3 separate regions of the Danio rerio genome follow, and all the other regions are linked to region 3. A link is a contact called in public Hi-C data. All regions are on one chromosome and are shown on one strand. The core of a region is the stretch at or near the end of the contact, and the rest is flanking DNA. Distances in the headings are between cores, read along the strand shown.

What was found. Hi-C and Micro-C count contacts between places; a contact is called where the count stands out from the background.
Region 1: a contact with region 3 is called in a Hi-C map of hematopoietic stem cells, with 2.4 times the contacts expected there. The contact joins the promoter of vrk2 here to the promoter of bcl11aa in region 3. A contact is called at or near these places in 2 of 18 Hi-C or Micro-C datasets (caudal fin and hematopoietic stem cells) and 1 of 4 datasets of contacts at active chromatin or transcription factors (embryo).
Region 2: a Hi-C map of embryo shows a contact between it and region 3, with 2.6 times the contacts expected there. The contact joins the enhancer-like site here to the promoter of bcl11aa in region 3. A contact is called at or near these places in 1 of 18 Hi-C or Micro-C datasets (embryo) and 1 of 4 datasets of contacts at active chromatin or transcription factors (embryo).

Annotation. Positions count from the first base shown.
Region 1 is chr13:30,020,004-30,023,781 of GRCz12tu, reverse strand. vrk2 (VRK serine/threonine kinase 2) reads left to right here and starts at 1,801. Exons shown (of 13, transcript NM_201170.2): 1 at 1,801-2,187; 2 at 3,164-3,219; 3 at 3,321-3,390. The coding sequence starts at 2,061.
Region 2 is chr13:29,895,348-29,898,857 of GRCz12tu, reverse strand. The region is part of intron 2 of si:rp71-1h3.1 (a long non-coding RNA gene); the gene reads left to right. Among named protein-coding and RNA genes, the nearest start is that of si:rp71-1h3.1, 26 kb to the left of the region's middle. Within about 2 kb of position 1,812, at least 11 of the 62 cell types and tissues checked have an H3K27ac peak or open chromatin away from gene starts, as enhancers often do.
Region 3 is chr13:29,069,142-29,072,841 of GRCz12tu, reverse strand. It overlaps bcl11aa (BCL11 transcription factor A a), which reads right to left and starts at 1,333. Exons shown (of 3, transcript NM_001040391.1): 1 at 1,174-1,333. The coding sequence starts at 1,228. It also overlaps a transcript of pdlim1 not described here.

The DNA of each region.
Region 1 (3,778 bases), core at 552-3,051, 950 kb before region 3:
ATACAAGGCAGGATGAATCCCTGCTTTCACACACACACACACACACACACAACTGACAATTTAGCCTACCCAATTCACCTGTACCGCATGTCTTTGGACTGTGGGGGAAACCGGAGCACCTGGAGGAAACCCACGCGAAGGCAGGGTTTCAGAAACACCAACTGAGCCGAGGTTCAAACCAGCGACCCAGTGACAATTTTGGTGAGCCTCTGTAAACCCTAGCGATGGTTGTGTGTAAAAATCCTATAGATCAGCAGTTTCTGAAATACTCAGACCGGCTCGCCTTGCACCAACAACCATGCCACATTTAAAGTCACTTAAATCAACTTTCTTTCTCATTCTGATGCTCGGTTTTAACTGCAGCAGATCATCTTGACCATGTCTACATGCCTAAATGCGTTGAGTTGCTGCCATGTGACTGTCTGATTAAAAATATCAGAAAAAATAAAGCATTTGGACAGGTGTAGGCCTACCTAAAGAGTGGCTGGTGAGTGTATGTTTAGCATGGATATACATGTATGCCATATATATTTTTACAATGTTTTTAATTGTGCTAAATATTTATTGTCAAAAAAAATAAATAAATAAATAAATAACAACTTTACATTGATTCATTGCATACTTTAATCTTTATCATGATTTAAAAAGTCCAGAAACATGTATGACTAGATATGTATGTCCAAAGTTGAGAAAGTGTAAGAAAAAATATAAGATAAATAAAGAAATGTGGCCTAATAACAGTCAAGACTGTTTCACAAGGTCTTATCTGCCACTTCTTGGTGGCCTTGGTGAAAATTACAGCCTGTCCATTTACAGTCCATATTGCGCATACATAGCACATTAAGAGCCTCATTATATCTATTTCAGACCATATGGACCTGGGCTGAGGTGGGTCACTGCAGGGCCAGCCTAAGCTGCTCTCTCTAATTGCAACAATTATGCCATCTTCATTACAAGGGGCATTTATGGAAAATGGTGCCACGGCCCCTCAAGATTGGTGTCATAGCACTCTGGACTACAAGAGTTCCAAAGAGATGTGCCCACACAGAGCCCAAAATGTGATCGTATCCCAGTTATTCTGAGCTTAATGTGACATAGAAACGTTTTATGGATCAACATTTCAAGCTTATTTAAAAACGAGTAAAGCTCTTTAAATATTTTACTGCGTGATCTTGTACCCTAAAATTGATCAGTTATAGACATATAAAGATTCATGAAAAAATATTTGAGTTCGATTTTCATCCAGCTTAATTTATTAATCCTGTTCATAGAACATGCCTAGACTTGTTCATGATTCACGCTGAAAGGTCCGTTGAGGAATTGAATCGAATGACTCGTTTGATGCTAGTTCACTGACTCACTGAAACAAAATGTATACAGAAACGGGGGATGGGGGGTGGGGTGTTTTAATAGCAAAATGTTAACACATGTAAACACAAAGGTCCAGGTTTACGCCCTGTTTTTGACTGTTTTTAACACAGTTTTATTTTAGATGTGCATCAGAACCACACAAATCTAAACATGTATAAAATGTTGTGCACGGTATATGAACATTATAACGGCCTTGTAAATTATATGACTTTGTTTGAATTATCTGAATCAATAAACTGAGGCAGACTGTTTGAATGAACCGATTCCTGTAAACGAGTGGATCTTCTCTTTCTGTTTTGAACGGCAACTGCACTATCCTGTGATAAAGCACGTGTACGTGTTGTCCCGCCTCTCTACGTTTTTTATTGGTAGTTGAATATGAAGGACGTGCGTATTCCTGTTTTCGATTGGTTGCTTTCGATTTCGCGGGACTGTCAATCATATTCAGGAAGTTGCAGTCGAGTCAATTGCAGAACTGAAACTGTTGATGAACTGATTTTAAATAGAAATTCGGCTGCTGTATAATATTTTGATTTCTTATTGAGTACTAACATACTTGTATAAGAAAGCGCTATTGTAATTTTTGGTGTTTTTTGTGAAACAGAAGTTAAATAAGACTAACTTAATGATTTAACTTTAGTTAATCGTATTTAGTCGTTCGGTAACGTTTTACATGAAATTTTAACATAATGCCTCCAAAGAAATACACACTACCTCGTCCACTTCCAGATGGATGCATTTTAACGGATTCAGAAAAGAAGAACTGGCGCATCGGGAAAATGATTGGAAAAGGAGGATTTGGGCTGATTTATTTGGGTATGACTTTATTCTGCATGAATGTGTTACCATTTCAGTTTCATTTATGACGTGATGACAGAGTAATTCAGGGCACACCATTTGTTAAGTTTAAAGAACACTATGTTTAATTTTTTTTCTTAATTGAAAGAAACTTGCTGACTGATCTAAAAATATCAGTGCTTTTGTTTTGACTCAAGATGGAAACACAGTAATGCATTTGTTTAAGCCATTTGTCAAAAAAAAAAAAAAAAAAAATTTCGCTAAAATTTAAAAAAATGTCCCCATTAAACTATGGCCTAATGCTAGTCTTAAACCCTTAGCCAGCCGGGTGAAAGAGTTGGTTATTATTTTTTTCTCTCAAAAAGTGGATTTTTTTTCAGTTATTCGGCATATTTTCTATTTAATTGAGGTTTAAACACTGCATTTTAGTAACATTTTAAGCACTGTTTTTTTTTCCGAATGATCATCATAACCACACTTTTTTAATTACCAAAAACATTCCCTAAATATTTCATAAAGAAATATGAAAATAATAAAATAAAAATAAATAAATAAATAAATAAACAAATAAAAAAATATATATATATTACATCACATATCATTAGGAAAAAAACAGGAATCTGTTAAAGTTCTAAATTAAAAACTAGCCTATTGTCATTTATTAGGCAAATAAAACTGGCCAGCACATTCAACTTTCCTAAGTCAGAATTTGGGATGCCAAAACAGGATTCCACTTGGTCCTAAAGCATTTTTCTATGGGTTATTTACGTACTGTAGATAATTATTTTTGTTACAATTTATTATGGCATAGCAGTCAAAACAGGAAAAAAAATAGCTGATATATGGGACAAATTCTGGACCTTTGTCAGTGAGGAGTGGGTCTTTCGTACCACCCAAAGCCCCCTGACTATGGGCCTGCTGAAACTAGAACTGTTTATGTATCTTAACTGTATATATAAGCATTGGATAGCTCTAATTTTTCAATATTTTACAGCTTCTCAGGATGTGAATGTCCCTGTTCGAGATGATGCTGATTTTGTGATCAAAGTGGTAAGAAATATTTTTATCAATTTATGAAGTATCATTAACAACACTATAAATAGACCAAAAGTCTCCACTCCTACTGATTTATACTGTATGTACATTTCCAGGAATATCATGAAAATGGACCTTTATTCTCAGAACTCAAATTTTACCAACGGGCAGCAAAGCCAGAAACTAGTAAGATATTTTGATCCTTTTTTAATTTAAATTCTGTCAATATTCTGTAATGGAATTTCTGTTGTTATGTAAGGGGAAAAATCCATAAACACTGATTTTATTATTGCCAAAGGAGGTAGAAGCAGATGCAGCCTTTGGAGTAGTGTTGAATGGAAATCCTGAAGACCCCTCATCTTCATCTGAGAGTTCTCAAACATGGAGTGCATGTCACTGATGAAGTGGCTATAGATGTAAATTAGCCTGGCTAGGCGAATTAATAAACCAAAGCAAACATGCACCTCTGTGGTCGTTAGTGCAATCCCAGCTTGTTTGAGCTCTAATTCAGAGAGAGTGACCAAATTGCTGATAATGATGCTGGTTTCTCCAAAGGGCCCCTGACCACCTGTCA
Region 2 (3,510 bases), core at 563-3,062, 830 kb before region 3:
AAATATTTTTTGTTAAAACCAGTGGCAGCGAGAGTACAACAGGATGATGAAACAGCCGGTAAGTTAATGTTAAGCTCGTTAGGGACAGGACAAAACTAAGATGTCTGCAAACCACCATTTATGTACCGAATGTTTTCTTGTACTGTTTGCTGCTAACATTGATGAGCCAGGTTCTGTAACGTTACCAACCACCAGTCCCAACACACTATACTATACTATAAAGCAGCTGTTTCCTTGAAAGTCATGATAGTGTTATTAGAAAATTCAATACATTTAAATTTAATCTTTATTTTATACATATAGCTTAATATATATGTGTTGATTTGGATATTTATGTGTGCTAATTCTTACAGAAAATAGATTCTGATACTGTTAAACATTGCATAGTGTAAATCTGTGAAGTACTGAATTGGGTTGGGCCGATAGACTATGCTATAATCCATCCATCGCCCATGGCCAATAGACAAGACGATGCACGATCGCCGATCCTCCGTCTTGCCCTTTGTCGCAAATCCACTCGCAAAAAATATACACTTTGGCCCCGTTTACACTAACATGTCTTAGTGTTAAAATGGCATTTTAGAACGAAAATGATCCACATCCACAATGTTTTCCCTACCATTTCTGAACAGCCCTCCGTCCGCTGAACACGCACATCACGTGACCACACACACACAAACTACAGGTCGGACAGATTATCAAGGATGTACCGCTGGATCGCGTCTCACTGTAGGTGTTAAACATGATATTCAGTCATCCTAAGTCTCCCGAAAGTTCCGGGAGTCTCTCTGCATTTGCGGGACTCATAATGCCCGCAAAGAAGCGCTAATCCCCCTCCCGGTCCTCAAATAAGTCGTGCACCCTTCTCACCCACGAATCCCTCCTTGCTTTTCAGACATGTCGTGCACATCGTACGATTCCAAATTGGTCGACATCGCCCAACCCTAGTACTGAACTTGAAATGACGTTATCTTAATATAGTCAGTCGTGAACTGAAGTGAGCGGGTCTAAGGCTTGAAACTCCAGGGCTGAAAAGGAGTCCCATAAAATGCAGGGCCGGAGTGGATGTCCTATGATGACGATGGATTTTAGGGAGTTGATGCCCCAGCCAAAAACCAACCAAATGTCAACACCAGATGACGTGGGTATTAGATGTCAGCTGTCGCCAGTGTTAGACTGCAAATTGATGTTCAATTTTGGTCACTTGATGTCACAACCAAAATAGAATTAAAGATCAACATCATATGACATTGTGTGCCTGCTGGGACAACTCAACTTCCAATGTATGGAAAAGAGCAACCAGGAGAATCTACACAATATGGCATTTTGTGTTTTCATACAGATAGAGAGGGAAATTGTGTAAGATTGGAACAACACAAGTATAAATTGTGTAAACACGTCCTTTTTTACCTACTTAAATCAGATTTGTTGTGCATTTCTCTTATGGAGGAGCTATTTTTAACTTGATTTTTATATTTAATTAAGTCAACATATGGTCTGCAAAACATTCCTTGGCAAAAGCATGGATTAAACTGCTGTAGCTTTTTGGAAAAAAGACGAAAACTGTCTGTCCTCCCTCTGTCTTTCTTTCTTTTTCATTGTCTTTCAGCTGGAGAGGAAGAGCGGCTCATCGTTCGCTCTCTTTGGCACGATGGCCACATTCTCAGGGCTATCATCTCAATAACACGGACGGCTTAATGACGGCACGTCCAAGTGCTGTCACAGGGAGATTACTGTCAGTGCGTCCCATGCCCGCAGGGGATGTGGGGGTGTGCTGAGCTCCATTGAAGGGGGGCAAGGGGGGATCGCATAGAACCCCATGATAATTAGCCAGCCTGTAGTGTGCGTGAAGCAGTCTGAACAGCCAGTAGAGCGGCAGAGAGGAGGGCAGCATGTTCACTCTCTTTGTGTATCTCTTCTCCCTTCCTTTGACTTCAACTAAGCCCGGTCGAGTGAAACTGCTGCGACTAGTACGTGGGCACTATTACAATGTTTAAGACAGGTATTGCAGGTGACTTAGCAGGCGATATGTGATTCTTTGCAGCCGATTTGATGTGAATTACTGGAAGACATAAGTGGAGTATGCAAAATCAGTCTCTCTGTGGGCCTGTCATGTTGCTTTGAATAACAGATCATGTGTCATTAAACATCTTCAACCCCTACCAGCGCTATCACCGCAGACAGTTAATATACACCCTTCATATGCGCACAACTTGGGCGAGGATTTTTGCGCACTCTGGGTTTTGTTTGCTGATTTTAATACGAGTCAGTGGCCGCCAAATCTGACCCTCCAATGCAGTTGCGTTCACGCTGGCTGCCTGTTATTAAAACATTTTCCCTTATGAGGATTGTATTCAAATAATTCCGGTGCCAGAGTTGTCAGCCAGCTAAGATTTAACTGACTTGTCAGTAGCTTGCTGCCATAATCTGTATTACAGGCACTGGCACAGAGATTAAAGATCAAGAGATTTAAAAAAAAAAGAAAAAAAAACGGAGGGAAGAAAGAAAAGAGGGGAAAAAGTGTCTGGACATTATGTGGCAAAATTCCTCTGCAAATAAATGGGAAATGTGGGTTGCTTATAAAAGGACCCCTTGCGTGATTCTTTTGCCTGGAAAACTGCTGTGCCCCTTCTGGAAAGACAAATGTGCCATTTTATCCACTTAGTTGTTGTTGTATACTTTATTGTCCCTGGAAGAGTGACTTTTTTAGTGGACTTTCGAAGGTAGTATTTTAAGAATAGCCTGATACAATAAAAAAATAAAAAGCAATAAGTAAACATACACATATAGACCATTTTGAGGAATGCAAACATAAACAATGGTCCCAACGTATTTCCTGTTTTATATTTTTACTTTCTATAGCTTCCGAAAATCTAAAAAGAGCCACGTATTGATAAATAATGATAGCTGTTTAAACATGAAGTTATGATTGAATTGCCTCTTGTTACAGTTATGGAATAGTTTGATAACAAGCAGGAAATGTTCATGGGCCAATGACATCACCACATTAAAATGGTCTACAATATATAGGCATAGACACTTCATTCACTTCACTTCATTCAAATTACATTATTGTACAGAGTGTGGGTGCTGGAACCTACTGTATGTTTCCACACAATCCACAATTTGAAATATTATGGCTTTTATTGAATGCTATTTTCTTTTGGCATTTTACCTTTTTTATTTGACAGGACAATACAATGACAGGAAGTGAAGTGGGAGAGAGAGAGGGGTACATGATCGGGAAAGGTCCATGAGCTGGGATTTGAACTCGGGAAGGCCAAAGCGCTTTATCAGTTCTATCAGTTCTGAAATGCCGACTTGATTTCAATTTTAAAGAAAATACTTGTTCTATGTTATTCATTCATTCATTCATTCATTCATTCATTTATTCATTCATTTATTCATCCATTCATTCATTCATTCATTTATTTTCTTTAGTCTCTTTATTAATCAGGGGTCGCCACGGCGAAATTAACCGCCAACTTATCCAGCATAGGTTTTACGCAG
Region 3 (3,700 bases), core at 84-2,583:
TACACGATACTTTACAATGTTACAACAACTCAGGATTTGTGTCAAACACGTTTATCTATTAAAACGCGGACTAATGCTTTTGAAGATTTACGTTTCAGACATCAAAACTAAAACATCAAAAAGATAGAAGCTAAATGGTTGTGTCGTCGAGCTCCTGACAACATTTCAGGTTCATATAATCTGAAGCATACTTTATTTAGAAAAATGCAACTTATCACAGTCCTTCAAAGCACGTTTAGTGTGTCAACTAACATGATCTCTGGAAGAACAGTAGGTTAGTGTGTTACGAATATATGCATAAAAAGCCTGGTTTTCTCGATACATTTGTATCCAAATAGTTGCATTATATTTAGGTTTCGTCTTACCTTTGTCAACGACATTTAAGACGAAAATCAGGCCTAAATAGAAATCGTATTTCTCTCCTTGCAAATGTACTCGAAACGGCAAAGAGCGTAACGTAAAATACTCTTCTACTGCTTTTCAGCGAAAGCCCACAAATACTGCACAACCGCGTTTTGCTTCAAACGTTAGAAAAGCGTTAATGTGTAAAACTCGAAACGATATTAGGCTATATGCAGATGTCTTACTCTGCGCTGTTAGTCTCAGGCAGAAGACTATCGTGCTCTATTTGCTGGCAGTGGGTAGTAAGCGCACGCGGCGCTTGTAAACAGTCGGACACGAGATTTTTCCCAATCAAAATTCGCTTCCACTCTTTGAAAATCTTCCAAAAATAGTGCGAGAGGGGGGAAATCCTGCCCAGAATCACAGACAGACAGCGTTGCGGGACACTCCACGAGATGTGAGAGTAAATAAGCAAGCGAAAGCACGCGTGCATATACCCACCACGGTCCGGTATATGTGAGCGTTTGCTCTTAAGTGGTCAAAGCGACTGGGGCACGAGAGCCAAGACATATGCGCCTAAACACAGAGTCGACACGAACTTCTCCAAGTACAGCGATGGAAGACAAACTTTTTGGCGATTCGGTGCGCGTAAAGGCATTCAAGAGATGGGAACGCTCTCTTCGCTAAAGTCCACTTGATCGGCGCTGCGCTGTCCAATGTCCAGTGTGTCTTCCCTGAGAATTACGCTCCTCTCCAGCAACTCAACGCTACACAACGCAGCCAAAAAACAGGTAAAGGCAACGGGCACAACATATATTTGTCTTTACTTACGCGAAAAATCCCGTTTGCTTAAGTGCTGGGGTTTGCCTTGCTTGCGGCGAGACATGGTGGTTGGTGGTGGCTTTCAGCTCGGTTCACATCGGGAGAGCCGGGTTAGAAAGGAGACTCCAGAGAAAATATCTTCATCAATGCCTTTGACATCCAAAATAAATTAGAAATAATACAAAGATGGCGCAGGGAAGATGGATTGTGGGATAGCCGTCATGGCTTTTTTGAAAAGAGAGAGAGAGAGATGAAAAAATGGCAAAAGCCCCCCTGAGCTGCAAGTTCAAGTGCGGACGTGACGTCCCTGCGAACTTGAACGTCAGGAGATGGATGGACACAGACATACAGAACATGGGCAGGGCAAAGCCGTGGAGTAGGAGGAGGGAGTGGAAATAACAAAACCAATGGACACTCATTAGGGGCTGGACATGAAAAATAGACCCGAAGAAGCCAATGGACAGAAAGATCAGGGGGCCGGACAAGAGGCGAGAAAGAGGGAGCGAGAGACAAGCACACACACAAGGAGAGAGAGAGGGGGAGATATGTTTAATGAAAGCAATGTGCGCTGCGGAGTGTGTGTGTGTGTGTGTGTGCGTCCGCGCGCGCTCGCGCTCTGGGGGTGGACGCAGGAAAACAGAGCACGAAAAGCCAATGGACAGGAGATTCAAGGGGGCCGGACGTGCTATATATACAAAGACAGTGAGAGAGGAGCCTCGCATTTAAGGTTTCGTAGTGGACACTGATGGTGTTTCAAACACACTGACTCAACTCCTGGTCAAACAGTCAAAGGTAGCGCGCAAGGTAGCTGCTTTTCAGCGAGACACGATCGGGTTGCATGAACAGGACAGACAGGTTCCGAGCCGGGGCATGTGCAGGGTTCAACCGCCGCGTGCGCTGCCACATTCCTCCAGCTCAGAGAAACTTAAGGCACATCACATAAAGCGGGATGGGATACTTGCTCGTGCGCTCTGCGCGCGATGTAGGTGGGACTTAAATACTACAAGAGTGTAATTGTAAAAATATAACAACACACTGACGAATAGATTGTGGGAGCAGCCCACTAGAAAGAAAGGGGACGGGGTAATAACTTTCAGATGTGTTCAGATTATAGAGAATGGCGACTGGGGGGAGGAGGGGGTGTCAGTAAACCGCCGCGTGGATTTAGAAATATAAAGATGCTGTAAACAGCGCTGATGCATTCGAAATTAAAGAGACATGAAGCGTATAACCGAACGCGATGACAAGCTAGTTCAATGCATGAGGTGGGAGGAAGAGAGAGACACCCCTGCGAACTAGTAGAAGTACAACTAGACTATAGCGACTACTCCAGAGAAAGCAGAGGCTGCGTGAACAAGTGACAGTCTGCGGGGAAAAGGCACAATTCAATAGGGAACCGATCGGAGTTGAAGCCGAATGCTGGAGATAATACGTGACCCGCGAGCGAGTGAGTGAAACTGCTTTGCAGGCTTATACGCTGACATCTTTGTTTCTGGACCAAGACTGATCGCTGTGTTGGTGCGCGTGTGTTTTTTTCCGACGCGAGGTGTCAGATCTTAACGCGAAAGTTGAGTCAGGTTTGTGCTGGGTAAAAAGGTCAACTTTGCGCGAGATCTATCTGGGAATACCAATGGATCCGCTCGACTGTACCACACTGACTGTGCCGATGCTTTTCAGGTCATTGTTCTCAACAAGTGCATATGATTAAAAGCACCGTATCGATCTGAATTTTGTATTTCCAGCCTTTGATATCATTTCGACGCAGCGCACTATTTTCAGCGTGCACAAAAGGAGCTAGATACATTTAGCACTTTTAAGAGTTCCGCGCATGAATGCCGTTTCAGAAATAATGTGTTGCTTTAAGAAAAGAACAATATTCAATATAAAACAAGAAACAGTTCTTATGTTAAGTTTAGATATGCTAATTGAACTGGTTTCTTTAAAACACAAGCACAGGCGGTTTGTGGATGATAAAAAGTAACTAAAGAAAATTCTCAGTCAGTAAACACTTCTGGGCTTTAAAGTGGGACTTTTTACTTTTTAATGTCCACGAACTTGTTTAAGGAATTCTTGACAGAGATTGTGCTTTCTGTGTTATGTATCCCACAGAAAGACTTCATTGTTAAACTTTGTTCGATACATCACCGTGTAGGCTACCTAAAATACAAGTTTGCCGAAATAACCTAAAAGTTATAGTTCGAAATAACCCTTCGGGTTTGCTGTAGTCTGAATGTTTAATTAAACATTTGAAACCCTTTTAAATCCGAAAGCATTATTCCCCACGAGTAAACAGCAAATATTACCGAGGTTAGGGCGCAACGTGCGCAAATATCTTCTGCTTTAGGAGCTGGACAAATTTGGGGACGTTTACGCATTTCAGCAGCACTAACCATGGCACCTGCCCACTCAGGCCATTGGCTGATGGACCGCCTTTTTTCCACATTTTTTTTTACTTTCATGAAACTCTCTCTTGCTCCTAGGCGAACATTGATCAGACCAAACGGAGCGTTTACACCTCCTTCAGGAATGGAAGCTA